Regions from separate parts of the Mus musculus genome. Here region 1 is linked to region 2. A link is a contact called in public HiChIP or PLAC-seq data. All regions are on one chromosome and are shown on one strand. The core of a region is the stretch at or near the end of the contact, and the rest is flanking DNA. Distances in the headings are between cores, read along the strand shown. Region 1 has its middle 9.3 kb from the start of Gm41331. Region 2 overlaps Nsmce2 (NSE2/MMS21 homolog, SMC5-SMC6 complex SUMO ligase).

What was found. HiChIP or PLAC-seq counts read pairs in DNA pulled down with a chosen protein or histone mark.
Region 1: an H3K27ac HiChIP or PLAC-seq map of thymic regulatory T cells shows a contact between it and region 2, with 3 times the contacts expected there. The contact joins two enhancer-like sites. A contact is called at or near these places in 2 of 115 datasets of contacts at active chromatin or transcription factors (pancreatic cancer cells and thymic regulatory T cells).

Annotation. Positions count from the first base shown.
Region 1 is chr15:60,130,848-60,134,187 of GRCm38.p6, reverse strand. No RefSeq gene overlaps it. Among named protein-coding and RNA genes, the nearest start is that of Gm41331, 9.3 kb to the left of the region's middle. Within about 2 kb of position 1,272, at least 27 of the 459 cell types and tissues checked have an H3K27ac peak or open chromatin away from gene starts, as enhancers often do. A contact at or near this core is called in thymic regulatory T cells, where this site is marked.
Region 2 is chr15:59,518,821-59,521,842 of GRCm38.p6, reverse strand. The region is part of intron 4 of Nsmce2 (NSE2/MMS21 homolog, SMC5-SMC6 complex SUMO ligase); the gene reads right to left. Among named protein-coding and RNA genes, the nearest start is that of Gm36677, 98 kb to the left of the region's middle. Within about 2 kb of position 1,407, at least 86 of the 459 cell types and tissues checked have an H3K27ac peak or open chromatin away from gene starts, as enhancers often do. A contact at or near this core is called in thymic regulatory T cells, where this site is marked.

The DNA.
Region 1 (3,340 bases), core at 23-2,522, 610 kb before region 2:
GGCAGTCGAGAGAAATAATGGATGCCAAGTCAAGGTTCCTGATCAAGGCTCAAATGTTTAATAGCAATCTGTGCTTATAAAGGTGTGGGGGTGGGGAGGCCCATTCCTGCCAATCCATACTTGTGCCTGGAACCGGCTGCAGGTGACAACGTACAGGATAGGGTGGAGTCTCCGGAATATCTCAGGGGCCTCTTCAGCAGGTAGCAAAGTCCTGAAGGAGAGCAGTGGCAGTGACTGAACAATAGAGCCATCTAGTCAGGAATAGTCTAATTCTCAGTGGCAACGGAGTCTGAACCAGCCTGTTTCAGGCTGGGGGAGGTTACAGTTCCAAAGTATAGAGTAGCTCTACAGAAATCTTCATAGCAGAAAAATGTGTGTAGTGAGTCTAATAAGTAAAATATTTATAGGTTATATATTTTTACAATTTTCTACTAATTCATTGCTATCGTTTATAAAGAAATAGGTCTCTGATGGATTAGATTTTTTTTTTCTGCTAATTATGTGAGATCTATATGATAAAATTACATTTAGTTTTAGGAATGCTAGGAATTTTTGTCTCTTTGTGGCTTTATAAACTTCCAGGTTTAAGTAGACTGTCATTTATCTTTAGTAGAATAATTATGGGTATCTGTTATTTTAAGAGAGTAAAGGAAGCTGGGCAGTGGTGGCACACTTTAATTCCAGCACTTGGGAGGCAGAGGCAGGCAGATTTCTGAGTTCGAGGCCAGGCTGGTCTAAAGTGAGTTCCAGGACAGCCACAGCTATACAGAGAAACTCTGTCTTGAAAAACCAAAGAGAGAGAGAGAGATTGAGAGAGCAAAAAGAGGCAGGAAATCTGATTTTAAAAAGTAATTAAACTACCCTCCTTCCTAGTAGTACCTAGCTAGAGTAGTAAAAATTCTGCAGTCATGGACAGTCAGGACCCTTTTGCACCAATAATTCAGAAATTATTTTCTCACATCTGCACACTGTTTCTCCGTACATTCTTTGGGTTGTATCTACTCATTTACAGAGATTGCAAGATCCCCTTTCTTTTACTCTGCTCTGAAGTTGCCTTTGAGGTGACAAAACCTGCAGGGTCCCCTCTCAGGCTTTAGGGAATTAAGTAGTGTCGGTCAATCAAATGGCCCAGCCTCATCTGGGCATCTTTTTCCTATAGCTGTGCAGAGAAAGGCTGGCTTCTGGTGGATTTTTTTTTCCACAGAGTACAATGGCATAAAGGGCTAAAAACATTTCTGCGAAAAAGAAAGACAAGCTGAAAGCTTCAAGCACCCCTCCCATGTTTACAGCTTATCTCCAAACCACAAAAAGTACCTCCTCAGAGCTGTGTACTTCACACGTTCTGAAAGGAAATTTTTCCATATTTGATCATACCCTTCAATTTTCTTCAGAAAAGTGGTCAATCTTGCAAAGCATCTGCCTTGGCCCCCATACCAAGACCCTGTTTCCACTGTCTCTTAAGCTAGCTCAGATCTGCAGGACCCCTAACCCACACAATCCCAGATGCCAGAGCCACCTCAATTTTCTACTCATTTGATATTAACAGATCAGAATAGAGTTCAGTAGACTCTTGAGTAGTTCTTTCTCCAAGATGTCCTTCGTGTCTACACAAGTTGGAGACTTTAAGATGTACTAACGTGGTGTTAGTGTTAAAGCATGAGTGTTACAGTGAAGTTTGGTGCTACACACTGCACGTGTACAGGAAGCGTTCTTGGAACAGAAGTGAATTTACTAATGCATCATCGTTCATCCTAGAAATACTGAGTAAGACATCTGGAAGACAGAATTGGAGTGGTCCCTACATGCCTTTTACACTAATTAACCCACCAGTATATTCCAACAGGAAGAAATTGAGGATACTTGTACTTGTAGACAAACCCATGCTCGCAGATATCCACTAGCATAAACTGAGGCCAGGAAGCAGCCTAGATCCCTGTTTCTCACAATAGATGGTTTGATGGTTAAAATAAAAACACTCTTTTTAGAAAATAGAAAGAGTCCTAAAAAACCTATCACTATTTTAAAGCATAAGAAAACTTAGATGAGCTACAGTTTTTTTCAAGTCCATTTAAAAGGGAAAGTTTTAAAGTGCCCATTATACACCGCGCACGCACACACAACACACACACACACACACGCATACACACACACGGTACATGAATGAAGATAAGTACAATAAATATATAGAATTAAGAGACAATGAAAAATGTGTCCATTATCACATTTATTGTGGGCATCTTGGTGGCTTCAATTAAAAGGTTTAGTCTACTCCAAAAAGATCTAGAGATATGCTTTATGACATAAAACAAAATGCCCTTAAAATACATTATATTAATATTGAATGGTCAATTAACCCACAAGAATGTATAAATCTCCACCATTACTATGACTAAGGGAATAACTTTGCAATATTCCTACCCATACCTGAAACATGTAGCAATTAAGAAAAAATTTAAAGACATCAAAAGAGGGGAGATGGATATGCAAAACCACGAACACTAAAATAAATAACTTTTTCAGAAACTGTAGAAACCATAATGGTATTTAGGGAACAATTGGTAAACATTATACATTTTGACTTGGCATGGCCAAGACGCATGCCAATAAATAAAATTCAGAAATGAGAAACTCGATGAGTTGCTCGCACCTGCACAGCATTTGCCATTTTATTTTGGCCACAGGAATTTAAATCAATGCCTTGTCCATCTGGGAGGTGGAGACCTGTGTGAGGATAGATGCTGAGCTGTATTCTTGTTTCAGTTACCTCCACAGTTAAGTGCTTAGTTCATATTTTTAAAGCCACAGGAATGCAAAGTAAAAGAGATCTCTAAATTACAGGATAGGATGAAAGGAATTTCAAACAAGATAAAAGGTTGAAAATGACTTAAAAGTATTTGGCATGGGTCACAACCCTCCCCCCTCCATTCATGGAGAAGACCCCAAATCCAAGAAGAGAGTGGTTAGTTACGCTGTCCTGAGTCAAGCTACCATTGAACTACTATTCCCCTTGGACCTGGTTAATAAGGGCCATGTCTGGCAAGACCCATAGTGTCTGTTTTTCCCCAGCAGTCCACTCAGCATCCTCTGGTGGTCTGAATGCTAAACAGCATGGAGGGTGTTCCCAGCTCAGTACCCATGGGCATTGGCTTTTAAAGTCAATGTGTATATTGTCATCTGTGATAGGATCTTATTCTTCTAACTCTAATGAAGAGCCAGAAGGACCAAGACCTTGTACAGGTGGGCTTCTGGGGACTCCTTGATCCACTCCTATGAGGTTTCTCATACCTGGGACTAGAAACTATATGTAGTACCTCACACTTTCTAAGAACAGCAGCATCTA
Region 2 (3,022 bases), core at 158-2,657:
ATGGACGACTCGGGAGAAGCAGAGAGTAGTATCTCTTTCCTGGAGTTCACAGCCCACAGGCAACAGTGTTTTAACCTTTAACTGTAATATGGTGATAATCGTGGCCAAGAATCAGGCACAGGACAGCCGGGGCATGACGGGGGAGCAGGTGATAATACGAGGGAAAGCAAGAGAAATTTCACAGAAGTTCCATCCAGTAAAGGTTGTATCAAAGGATGTTCAAATTTCCAAACGATGTTACTCTAGGGAGAGAAAGAGCGTGTGGGAGGGAAATGCATGTGGGTCCTTGACACCAGTTATGATGCTCAAAGCATCCAGAATATAGACAGTGATGGGGAAGACAGCAGAAAAGATGAGCCAGGCACCGAGGCTACCTACGGGAATTAATACTGCTTTCATTTTGGACAAATCGTCCTAAAAATCTTCAACAGCAAGAACAGGGACAAGTAAGCTCTTAACAGAGTTCTGCCAATGGTTATGGATGGAGACCTAAGATAGAGTCATCCTAAACAGAAACCAATAGTCTTAATCTCAGAACTGGAAAGGCTCTGTTTTTATGTAAGAAAAACTTTCCTCAACTGAAAATTGGCAGGCAATTGGAAGTTAAATGAGGAAAAAAAAATCATAAAAAACTTGGAAAGTTTTTAAAAGCTAGTTGTGTGTGTGTGTATCACGGAACTGAGCTGACAAGGATTAAAATGAAATACAAGGAACATTTACTGAACTTAAAGTTTTATTTTTACTCTTTTGAAGTGTAGGCATGAGGCCGGGGATGTTGGATTCCCTTGGAGCTGGAGTCACTGGCAGCTGTGGCCTGTCCAACCTGTGTGCTGGGAACCCAACTCAGGTCCTCTGGAAGACAGCAAGTGCCCTTAAACTGGGGAGCAACCTTTCTAACCCCAGTTGCTGAATTAGAAAAAAAAGTCACACTAACTCATTCTGGAACATCCGAACATCCTCCTCTTTCCATTTCATATTTCATGAGTTTTGATTTGAAATCTTGAATGCACGACATTTTCTTTGGGTGTGCCCCTCTTCACCTCTGCAAGTGGAGCGACAGAGGACAGGAAAGGCAGAAAGTCTGAGGGCCCCCGTCTCAAGAGGAAGTCCTCCAAGGATGACATCACTATCTGCATGACTCACCTGCATGCAGAAAGAGGAAGGAGCACAGCCTGTGTCCCTAGGAGCACGGCAAGAGCAGCAAGGTGAGCGAATCTCAGCAAAGCTAGGCAGTGCCCAGCTCCAGGTGCCAGGGGGAGACACAGACTGTTAACAAAGTAATTCATGTGATCATGGGACACCCATGGTACAGTAACACAGTATCACAAGAATTGAGTGGAGACATAGGAAGGACACAAGCTGGCATCCAGGCATGGGCTACCACAGGATCATTCAACCACACTGTTCATCTCTCAGGATACTCTGCTACACTGAAACTCAGAGGATGAACCAATGAATCATAGCACACTGTAGTACATAAATAGAGGATTAAATTAAAAAGTTATGACTTCAAATAATGGCTACAACCCAAAAGTTGGAAAGGTAGTTTTAAAATACACTTTCTAATTCTTTTGAACTAAAATCAAATTTAGGACGCTGTAGGAAGACAGTTCAAACAAAAGCTAATTTTGTTTAATGAACTAACCAGGAAGGCATTGTGAAAAGTATTGGGCAACCAAATGCTCAGCTAATTACTGTGAGATCAAATAACTGTTGCCATAGTTACTGCACACTGTTTTCCATAATAACTTTTATCACTTCAATAAATCTTTGTGACGCAACAAATATAAAAAGTTTACTGTAACATGACTATAATGTTTTGGAAGGCACACACTGACAGCTGACCTACTGAATCACCTTCCCATATCTGTCCATGAGTAAGGGGTGGGACCAGTACCTTCATGGCTCAGGACTGAAATGCTCACTAGCTTCTTTAATAGGCTGTAACACTTCAAGAGTTGAATTTACCAGGGCCTGCCATTCAACAGAAAAGTCAATGGCCATTTCAGCATGATTACTCTTTGTCTATGAAGCAGGGACTTGTCAAACTCCACGCAGGGTAGCTGTGATATATCAAGATCTAACCCTTCCCAGGCTGCTGGAAGCTGAAGTTCCTGCCCAGTGTCACTCATTCCTTCTTGGGAGGAATTTCAGCCAAGAGTTTACTCGAAAGCCGATTTTCTGTCTACTCCTCTGCACAGTCTTCTTATATGCATTTACATATATACAAACAAAAACATACACATGCACACACATTTATGGCAACTCCCATGACTGCTTATGGTTGCTGCATGAAGTGCTAAAGTCCCCTCAGAATATCAAAGGCGACTGCGGTAAGTGAGTAGCTGGTCTGTGAGTTGAAATGATGTCACATCTTCACTGGAAGATGAGCACTCTCCCCTTGAATATCTACACTAGGATGGAGATGTGGCTGAATCTCTGTCCCTTCCCCGATGTTGGGAGCCGCCCCCACATTCGCCGTTACAAGATGGCGCCGACAGCTGTGTTCTAAGTGGTAAACAAATAATCTGCGCATGTGCCAAGGGTATCTTATGACTACTTGTGCTCTGCCTTCCCCGTGACGTCAACTCGGCCGATGGGCTGCAGCCAATCAGGGAGTGACACGTCCGGGGCGAAGGAGAATGCTCCTTAAGAGGGACGGGGTTTCGTTTTCTCTCTCTCTTGCTTTTCTCTCTCTCTTGCTTCTTGCTCTCTTGCTTCTCGCTCTCTCTTGCTTCTTGCACTCTGGCTCCTGAAGATGTAAGCAATAAAGCTTTGCCGCAGAAGATTCTGGTCTGTGGTGTTCTTCCTGGCCGGTCGTGAGAACGCGTCTAATAACACCCCACCATCTGCAGGGCTTTGTCATCTGCTAGCTTGCTCACCCACGACAAGATTACTACTGAGATTTATAAGGAAGTCAAATGGAAAACGTGGTATAGTAAGCTAAGACGGGTGATAAAGCTCTAGTTTGAGTTTGATTAGATAAAGAAAACTACAGATTTAAAAGCAGACTGTTGATGTA